Regions from separate parts of the Cricetulus griseus genome. Here region 1 is linked to region 2. Evidence: chromatin contacts called from public Hi-C data. All regions are on one chromosome and are shown on one strand. Each heading gives the region's core, a stretch centred on a gene start, on an enhancer-like site or on the middle of the called end of the contact. The rest is flanking DNA. Distances are from core to core; before and after follow the strand shown. Region 1 overlaps Nyap2 (neuronal tyrosine-phosphorylated phosphoinositide-3-kinase adapter 2). Region 2 has its middle 76 kb from the start of Dock10.

Evidence for each region. A called contact is a pair of places that touch in the nucleus more often than the background predicts.
Region 1: a contact with region 2 is called in a Hi-C map of the CHO-K1 cell line, with 10 times the contacts expected there. The contact joins two enhancer-like sites. A contact is called at or near these places in 6 of 8 Hi-C or Micro-C datasets (the CHK-Q cell line, the CHL-YN cell line, the CHO-K1 cell line and 2 more).

What each region holds. Positions count from the first base shown.
Region 1 is chr2:433,857,120-433,862,545 of CriGri-PICRH-1.0, forward strand. All of the region lies in intron 5 of Nyap2 (neuronal tyrosine-phosphorylated phosphoinositide-3-kinase adapter 2), which reads left to right. Among named protein-coding and RNA genes, the nearest start is that of Nyap2, 190 kb to the left of the region's middle. Within about 2 kb of position 2,437, at least 2 of the 6 cell types and tissues checked have open chromatin away from gene starts, as enhancers often do.
Region 2 is chr2:433,450,485-433,455,792 of CriGri-PICRH-1.0, forward strand. No RefSeq gene overlaps it. Among named protein-coding and RNA genes, the nearest start is that of Dock10, 76 kb to the left of the region's middle. Within about 2 kb of position 1,452, at least 1 of the 6 cell types and tissues checked has open chromatin away from gene starts, as enhancers often do.

The DNA of each region.
Region 1 (5,426 bases), core at 1,187-3,686, 410 kb after region 2:
CTCTCCCAGGTGCATCTCAAGTATCATTTAGGATTTCTTGTGTCTTAATTTAAACCACTAAAGGCCTTTGTGAGTAAATGTAGCCATATTAACTACTTAAAGATTACAGGATACATGGGGAAGGGACACTTGCCTCTGAGTCACAATGACAGAAGGACCACTTTGCTACTGTCTCTCAAACATTGAAAACTCATGTGCAGATTAGTCCATCCCTCACACAGGAAATTCTCCATAGCCCAATTGTATGGTTATGTGTAGTTTATGGTTATTTTTCTGGTTGTGTGTTTATGATTATATAACTTGGAACCAGAAGAATGACCAAAAATAAATAGGTATTTCAGCAGCCAACACTGACCTCCTACTGAACACCAAGCTTCTCCACAGCAGAGAATCCTCTGGGCCATGCAGAGATTTAGCCAAAAGTATCTGTTATTCATGTTAGCATACCTCAAGGTCAGCCCAGCTTTTATTTCTAACTATAGAAAAGCCTAAATAGGGGACATGGAAAACAGCCACAAAGATCATTACACAAAGTCAGCTCATGTTGGGCAAGTATTTATCTGTACCAACTTCAAACTGAAAAAGAAATTCTATTAACAGAGAATGTCTTACAGAAATAATGCTTATTTCAATGCAATTTATTGAGGATAGGATCTAGCTCTGTGAAATATGGAGGAAATTAATGTTAGCAATAAGACTACTGGTCTTATTAAACTAACCTGTAGCCATGTATTATGATGATATTGCATTAGCATAATGCTAGTAGGAAAATCCCCATTATCTTGTATGTACTCTCAATAATTCTGTCTGATTGATTTAGAAAAACGTGAGGATTTAGTTTTCTGTAGCACTCTCTATTCTGTTTAATTACTGTCAGAGTTAAATAAAGGAAAGATTACCTTTAAATGGCAGCTGGATCTTGAAATGTTGGAATTATTTAATTTCTGCATCCCTGAAAGGAATTCAGATGGCAGGGATTCTGATTACACTTTATAAGTCACTGTGCCATGGGATATTTTTTAATTTAGATACTGTATGGTCATTAAATTTGAATGCTTTAAGTAAAAGATATTTAGAAGCCATTGTTTGAGTCCAGCACTCTTAAAATCTGTTACCAAGCTGAATAAAGCAAACAAACTCGTGTCTGTCCCCAATAGTCTGCCATCCATCACTCCCATGTATGGGACAGAGTGACAGGATTTAGAAAAAGAAGACTTCAACGAAATGGATGGCAATTAGGTCAAAGGATGCTAGAGTGTCTGCTACCTGGCCCTACAGTCCTCCATAACTGGATGTGTCCTTTATACCTTTATCATCAGAAATCAAAGCTGTCAATATAAGTAACAAGGAAAATGCATAAAGTAACTGAAGCATATTTTTTTTAACTGTGTGAATGGCACAGAAACTCTGGGAGGATCTGAGGTAATGTTTGCACAGTGACAGTCCTGTCTCATTCATTGTCATCTCTGTTTCTTGCACACAGGATTCACACAGACATGTGCAAAGCACTATCAGATGGGTGCTATGACTATCCCACATGGCAACTGGGAGTGCTAGTTTGAGGTGGCTGGCACAGCCTCTCCAGAGGTTTTTACTTGTATGTTTGGTTTTCTTTGCTTATGGAATCATAGAGCCTATGCTAGATCTGAAACACTCAGATGTGCCACACATTTTTTTCTGAGCCTTTTTTCTTATCTGTAAAGTATTAGAAGTATTCAATGATTAGTATCATTGTTGAGAATCAATGTGATTTCATATATATGTGTATGTATACACACACATACACACACACACACACACACACACACACACACACACACACACAAACACACACACAAAGCCGCCCTAGGTAGAAAATAACAGCTTGAAAATATTAATTATTTCTTTTCTTCCTTTGCAATATTTTTATCTCCCAATAATTTATTTTTCCAACTTACTGGAAAATTCTAAGAGGAGTACTTTCAACAAATGGTATTACAGAAAGGTGGACACTGATTGATTGCTTGCTTCTCCTCATTATTGCCAGCCATGTATAAAACTGTGAGAAATTAGGCACTCAGAATTTGCTAGATAGTAGTGACTTTTTCTTCTGGTCTTGTAGTTAAGTGTGGTTTGGATGCAAAGTATGTCAAAATTAACCATGGGTGTAATTTCAGCTCACCTGTCATCTAATATTATTTATCATCCCATTTGAATTAAATGATACCCAGATGCAATGGAACTACTACAGCTTTATGGATGCTATCATCCCTTGTGTTTAGGACAAAAGATGTGGAAACATTGGGACATATTTTTGCTAAGGTCAGAATTTGCCTTAAGATTTACCACCTAGGTGTTTTGAATACCATGTTCTCTTGAAAGATCATCATCCACATTGTAGAATATATGTTTAACAACTGAAATGAATGGTGCTTCAACAGGCCTGCCTGTTCATGCAGCTTGGAGCAAGTTAACAAATTAAGTGGATACATGGCTCCCCCTAGCAACTGAAGTGTATACTACAACCTGCATTTCAAAGGCTGTTTAAGTTGAAGACTTAACTGCCTTACTGTTAAATACGCATTTTGGGCAGAGGAGACTAAGGAGTCACATCCAATGACACTGAGTGCTATGCATCTTTATGAATTGATGACGCTTCGTGACATCATCCATTCATTCTAATCATCTTTATGCAACCTGTGTCTCAAAAGCAAAGGTTATCCTTCTTCCACAGAGGGAAATTAAAATGCAGAAAAGAATAAAAGCTTAATCCAACAAACAGAAGAATATCTTCCTAAGTTTTTTTCTGCCATCAAGGTATTTGAAAGGGGAACCTAAGAGTTCTTCCTAAAAAGAAATTCTTTCTATCTAGTGGGTAAGTTTACCTCTGACTTAGGTGACCAGAGGAGTATGAAGAAATTGTGTACATTAATACTAGCTCACAAGCTGTACTTTACTTTATTTCACTGGTTCTCAACCTTTCTCCTGCTGTGACTCTTTAATACTGCACTTCGTGTTGTGGTGACCCCCCCTCCAGCCATAAAATTATTCCATTGCTACTTCATAACTGTACTTTTGCTACACTTATGAATCATAATATAAATATCTGATATGTGACCCCCCCGCCAAGAGCTTTGACCCACTGGTTGAGAACCACTTCTTTAACTGAAGGATATATACAGCCACCAGCATGACTTTCTGAAGAAACACTAGAGATCTTCAGTTATCTCTGTCTATTCTGTGCTACAAAGGAATATTACTCCTCAGGTTGAAGCACCACTCTGGATGAAACAGATATCTAAAGCAACATTTCAGTTCTTCCTGCAACTGACACCGTTCTCAGAATTCTGCTTGCCATATCCATGTCATAAAATATCAGTGTTTTGTATGCTTATACCTATCAGGCGGATATAGTATTTCTATTAGTGGGGAAGCTGAAGCTAGAGTGTCTCTGTCAGTTCGACTTCTGAGACTACTCATAAGTTGCCAAGGTGCAAGCCCAAGTCATTCTATTAAAGTTATGCCTTATACAAGACCAGCCAAGTAGGGTCCTGCCTATGACTTAGAATCCCCGAAGTGAAATGAGGCTGTCAGTGTGACTCCATCTTTAGGATTAGACTCTCATCTCCCCTTGGTTCTCTACTCTTATGTCCTCCATTGAGAGAATTCAGAAGAGAGGGTGTAAAAGACAGAATTTGTTGCAGAAGAAAGGGATCTAAGTGTATGTTGTGTATGATGGCCAAAGTGACCATTGCTTCCATTTGTATTTTAGGCTGGTGTATTTAGTTACTCTTCTATTGCAGTGATAAAATATCATAAGCAAGGCAACTTATAGAAAGAAAAGCTTGTTTGGATTTGTGATTCTAGGGTGATAATTGTCCATTTTGGCAATGAAGGATGGCACCCAGTAGCCAGTTAGAGAGGAGTGCTGAGTGTTCACATATTGAACTGCAAGCAAGAAGAAGAGAGAATGAATGAGGAATGACACGATGTTGACTCCTCAAAGTCTGTTCCCAGAGTCACACTTCTGTCAGCAGGACCATGCCTACTAAGCCTTCCCAAACAGTGCCACCAACTGGGGAGCAACATTCAAACGCCTGAGACTCTGGGTGCTATCTCATTTAAAGCACCACAGCTGGCTTTAGACAGTCCCTACGGTCTCTAGAACATGCAGCTTTTCTTTTGAGTACTTCAATGCCTAAGTAGCTGGTAGACCCTTTTAAAATGACTCCTATGGGGGGGGGGTGATGTACTTGAAATCAGAAAGCCATTGGCTAGAGAACAAGCATGCATATGAAGTTTAGGCAGTTAACTGTTAGTAAACTTTCTAGGGGTTCAATTGTCATGTTTTCTTTCCAGGGTCAGAGATACGATTAAAATCCCATTCTGTTGAACAATAGTCGGAGTCCTATAGTTTTAGTCCTTTGTTTTACACGCTGCTCAGCTGCTCATTATAGGAATGACATCCACCCCTGTGATCTCTAAGCTTGCTGACACCTGAGCTACTTGACAGTTAGAAGAGAGTCAGGTATCATCTACTGTTTACAATATTCTCTTGTGGAGTGTAGACTAGTGTCAGAGAAACTTCCGACCATGTTGAAAGGATGCATAAGTGCTCATCCAAGTCGATGTGAGGATTCAGTGTGTGTGTGTGTGTGTGTGTGTGTGTGTGTGTGTGTGTGTGTGTGTGTGGTGGGGGTATGCATAAATGTGCATGTGCTGGTGTGAGCACACATAAGTGTACAAGCCTATGTATGTTAGTGTGCATGCCTCTGGAGATTGGGCCTTGAGAACCCCTAATACATTGCACATTCTGAAAACAATGTGCAACACCTCTCACATCAGCTGTAGCAGTGTGTGTGTGGAGATGTAGCCAACAACACACAACAGACACTAATGTATTCACTAAGGTTTACCTGACTTCTGGATTTCCACAGCAATCCCATAAACAGAGACTTTAAAGTGGAGAAATAACCATACTGTCAGTTCAAAGCATTTGTTTTTGTGCAGCAAAGGCTGCATTAGAGCTGGTTAATAATCCCTGGTTGTCAGCTATTTTGACAGGGATGGTATTTGGTATTTGAAATGCTGCATTTAATGGCTCTGTTCTGAGAAAACGAGGAAGTCATTTGAAGGACCAGAGAGTGTCAGGAGTAATCCTACCTGACACCATCAACTTTGCATATGAAAAGGAACGAACCAGGCTTTCCAGAGAAGCCCATGGAACAAAAGTTGCTTATTTTTGGAGTGCACTCTAGGTAGATTCCCAATCTATGCCATTTACCATGAGTAACCTAAATAATGAAACAAGGAGGAGTCCTTGGGGAGTTGAGACATTCACACTCTATCTCAGTGTTGCCAAGCCTGTGAAATTCCCAAGTGTTTTGATTTCTGAATTCTTAGAAAATAAGATAATGGATTTGAAAGCACATCTTAGACAAGAATGT
Region 2 (5,308 bases), core at 202-2,701:
TTGTGTTTAGTCACTGGTATCACTACACAGAAGGGAGTCCTGACATTCAGGAATTCCATGCTTGGAAGAGACAGGCATTCCTTCTTTCTTCCTGACTGAGAATACAAAATATTCTAGACAACTTGGCTTTACCATGGCTGCACAGTGCAGCAGTTAATACATGAGCGATTATGCATAATATTTCAGTTCTGTGGGTGACTCTGAGGTGCCAATGGTGTTTCATCTCTTTAGCAATTTTCTTAGATTTTAGCCAGGGAGACTCAGAACTCCACAGGGGTGTGCAGAATAACAGATAATGGGAGTGTCTTTAATTGTAAACTATTTGCTATCTTAAGGCTGAATGCTGTTTTCTTATTCCTTTTCATGAATGCCTTGATATTGTGGCAGTTTGCAAGAGGGCACTACACAGGGAATGCAGCCATTTCTTTGTAAAGTAACTGCATGGTTTCTATTTCAAATGAAGAGTAAAATGGTGGGGATCAGAGATCTACGATGCGTTGTAGCATCTTAGATACACATCACACAACATGCTGCATCACTGGGGATTTATTGGACCATATTAGAAGGTCTTATGTTTGCAAATTTAGAAGCAGCTTGGAAAACTATAACCTGTTCAGGGAGCAATTATGAATTATACAAAAAGGATAAAGAAGACCCTCAATAAATGCATTCTGCTCATGTTCCTGGTGGTGTGGTGATGGGGACACTGGAGAAACAGCTTCTAGAAATGGATTTGGGTATTGAGTAGATAATGAAGTTATTTGGTTGCTTTAATGCAAGGGTTTCAAATCTTAATCCAGTTACTGTGCTATAACTAAGTGCTCATATCAGAAAAGTGTTCTCCTGCAGTCAGCAAAAAGATACCATTACTTACAACCTTTCCTGTAAAGGGCTCGGGTTGTCTATGGAGACAAATTCCTTCTCATCCTGAAGGTGATTAATGTGAAGTCTAACATCAGGGTGACTGAGGCAAGTGTTCACTTCCCCAGTCTGAAGCCCAATTCTCCAGAGAATAGGGAATAAGAGTGGGGCTGTGTATTAGAGTTGGAAGGGCAGAAAGTATTGTCTGGAGGGTCAAATGGATTGCTGTGTTCCTTAGGGGTCAGAGGATATACACATTTGATGCTGTGCACAACATTGCATCTCTAACCTTTTGCCAGTTTCAGCATGAGTGTGACTTCATTCCAGAAGAATAATTTTCACACTCCCTCCCTGTCACTCACAAACTGTCTATATTTTTCAGCTTCTTGCTATTCAGATTGTAAGCCTTCTCTCTTCCACCACTCTGTCTCAATGCTGTAATTCATACAACTTCAGGAAACTTATAGAATCTATTGTAGTATGAAGCATAAAGTAATTACTAACAAAGATTCATTTACACAAGACAGGCAACCCAGAAATCAGTCTTCCATGCATCTTTCCTTCCCTGGAGACTGATGTGACTAATTGTCTAGGTATTTTCCATGGATAGAGAGTGGCTTACAGAATGAAAAGCATCTAAAAATATGGCAATTAACATCGTGAGTGATTGAGTTCTGTTTGTAATGCAGTGCTTGTTAGTAATGGCACCCTCTTTCTCTCCTACCTTCACTAACCCAAATATTTACAGGGCTTTAAGAGCTATTAGAACACAAATAAAGAAAGAAACAGAAAATATTTCAGAGTTAATACATCAAACTAATATGCAGTTAAATACATTATTCTTTATTATTATATTCCAACAAGTAAAATTTTATAGCAAGAAATTATTTGTAATATGAAGATGCAGTTTATACTTTTTTCCTTTTTTTAAAAAATTGAAAACGGATTCATGTCTCATACCATATATCCTGGGCACAACTTCTCCTCCCTCCATCTCCCCCAGCTATGCACCTCCTCCCTCCCTTCTCCCCCAGATCCAATCCCACTCTGTTTCCTTTTTCAGAAAAGAGCAGGCCTCCAAGAGATCACATTCAAACAGAACAAAACACGATACAAGACAAGGCAGACGCCCTTATATCAACACTGGAAAAGGCAACACAACAGGGGGAAAAGACTCCCAAGAGAAGGCAAAAGAGTCAAGAGACATACCTGCTAGTACTGTTAGGGATCCCACCGAAACACCAGCTCTCAGCTGTGGCATTTATGCAGAGGACCTGGCGCAGACCCATGCAGGCCACTTGCTTGCCACTTCAGCCTCTGTGAGCCCATGTCAACCCTGTTTAGTTGGTTCAGTGGACCCTGTGCTCCTGGTGTCCTCCATCCTCTTTGACTCCCACAGTTTTTCCTTGAGCTCTTCGAGGAAAATCCCCTGATTTCCAAGGGGAGGGACCCCATGGGGATTTCAAATTTAGAATCTCTCTCTGCACAGTGTCTGGTTCTGGGTCTTTGCAACTGCTCCTGCTGTCATAGGAAGCCTTTGTGGAGATGACTGGACAATGCACTAACTTCTTCACACAAAAGAGACCAGAATCTAGGGGTGTAGGCTCCCTGCAGGCACTAGCTCGAGCTTTCTATGTTTAATGAGCTGTATGGATGCTGTCCTTGGAAAGACGGCCCCAATGTCAATTTTCAGAGAGTGAATTTCTGTCCTAGCGTCAGCCTGGGTTGTTTATGGATCTCCACAGGCCCTCTTGGCCAACAACTCAGCTGAAAACAGCTTTGCCTGGTTACAAAAGGAGGCATAGTCATAGTATGCATCTTCCATGACTAGGAGTCCTTACTGGGTCACCCTCATAGATTCCTAGAAGTTGTCACTATATATTAGGTTTCTACTCCCCAGTGCTCCCAAATTTTAGCTTTCTGTCCTCCTATTCTCTTCCCCACCATCCTTTTCACCCCTCCCACCTAAACCCCCTGCTCCATCACTACTCTTCCCCAATACTTCATAGACTAGACTGGCTGGGTGTGATCTCTTTGAGTTTAAGACCAGCCTGGTCTATAAAGTCTTTGGGACTTGCAGAGCTACATAGTGATACCCTCGAAACAACAACTACAACAAGCTGCTGCGCATAAGAGACCAAGAAAGCCCATGAGTAACAGAACTCCTCTATGACCCCTACTTCTGTTCTTGCCTCCAGGCTCCTGCCCCATCTTCCCTCAATGATGGATTGTGACCTGGAAGTGTAAAAAAAATTAAACATTTTCCTTCTTATGTTGCTTTTGCTTATGGTGTTTATCAAAGCAACACAAAACTAAATTAGAACAACCCTGGTGTTTTGTGAGTGGGATGGTGTACTGGATTGGTTTCAAAAGCAGAACTCAATGAGGGCTCAGAATTCAAGAAGTTTATTGTGGACTGACACATGCTAGGGTTATTGGTGCAGTGATTAGAACTGAGAGAGGCATGCCTTTAGTAAGAAACTCAGTGCTGTGTCTATGAATTGACATTGGAGAGGAAACAATGTTCAGAGAAGAGCCTCAGCTTGTCTATCATACCTCTTATACCTCATTTCACTGCATAGACAGAGCCGAAAATCACCCAGCAGAAACCCCAATACCAGACGCAAGAAACCCTCTTTTGAGTTTTTGGTCAGGACTACCCATGAGATTCTCAAAACATAGAGTCTATTGCTATTGTCCTTGGTGACCCCAGGTGCCCCCAGAGGTGAAAAGTAGATTTCTATTGCTGAAGACAATGCAATCCAGAAATAGGGACCAGAGACCCTGAGCTGGAAGTGAATGCTCTGGATGGCCCCTCCCCTAACCAAGAATTAGCTTTCATGTTGACTTACAACTCAAGGTTACAAGGGGAACTCAGGGCAGAAACTCAAGCAGCTGGTCATGTCACATCCCCAGCCATGGACAGAGAGAAATGAATGAACACATGTTTCCTGTTGCTTCCCTCATAGGATTCAGGTCCCGGAGTAGGAAATGGTACAGCTCCCATTAAGACAATCACCTCAGACACAACCATAGGCCAGTCTGATCTAGGCAATCCCTCAACTGAGACTCCTTTCGCAGGTGGTTCTAGCTTGTGCTGTGTTGTCAATTAAACTAGCCTGCTCAGGTGGAAGCTATGAAGGCAGGTAGAAGCATGAGCAGCAATGAGCATTTGTCCAACTGCTTTTAGTCGTCCTAACCAGTGAGCAGCACTAGATACCCGGACAGATGACAGAGCACATGCTGTACTGATGTGTCCCGCTCGATAGCCTCGCCAGCAAGAACCACACAGGACATTCGGATCCTTCTGCAGTAAAGCTTTAATGCGTCTTGAGAGGAGAGCATAAGCTTACCAGAGCGGAGACCCCGAGCAAGAATCCCGTCCCCTAATAAAGGCTGGCAGCCGCCGCCTGGGACGTGTCACCCTATGATTGGCTGCAGCTCATCAGGCCATATGACGCCACGGAATAGGCAGAGATCAAGGAATGGAAAATTACCCAGCGCCTGCGCAATAATCTTGTTTACATTCGGTGCCTGCTGGATGCAGCGCCATCTTGTAATGGAGAATGCAGGGACGGCTCCCTACACTGATGGCCCTATCTTCTAGTTTGACAGCACACTAATCTGCAGAACCTACTGACCATAGTTATGTGAACAAACCAAGGAGATTAGTGGAGTCATGAAGCAGGGCAGGCCATTCCTGGTCAAATTGTGACCTTGAGATCTAAGTAAATGTTTCTTGTTGTAAATCTCCAAGTTTGGAATAGCTTCATGTGTGTGAAATGCTTGATAAAACAGCCAAAGCAGGCAAGTAAGTTGTTTTAAGCTTTATTTTTATGTCACTCCTCAGCTCAAAACTAAAGCCAGCATCCCTCAGGTAGTCAAGTCCATGTGTGTTCTGGGACCGTCTGACCTCACTTCGAGTCACTGTTTCCCTTTGCTCAGGTCTCCCAAATACATCAGTGTCGTGCTGTTCATCAAACCCAGAAGTCACATTTCACATTAATTCATTTCATTTATCAATAATGTTTATCATACACTTTCCCATATGAACTATACAATGCCATGTCTCAGGATCTCTGCCTGAATTCTTTTTTTTTTTTTTTTTTCTGAGACAGGGTTTCTCTGTGGCTTTGGAAGTTGTCCTGGAACTAGCTCTTGTAGACCAGGCTGGTCTCAAACTCACAGAGATCCACTTACCTCTGCCTCCTGAGTGCTGGGATTAAAGGCGTGTGAAACCCCTGCCCAGTTCTCTGCCTGAATTCTTTAGCACTGATTTTTGTACCCATATAATTCATGACACAGATTAGATCCAAAATGACTATATATGGAGTGAATGAATTATGGGAGGCAAGGGATTAGGATTAAGATAATACAATGATTCAAGGTGTTTTGCTTATAGGAGAGGCATATTGCTGTGAATTTCATTTAGAGAATTAAAATTTAA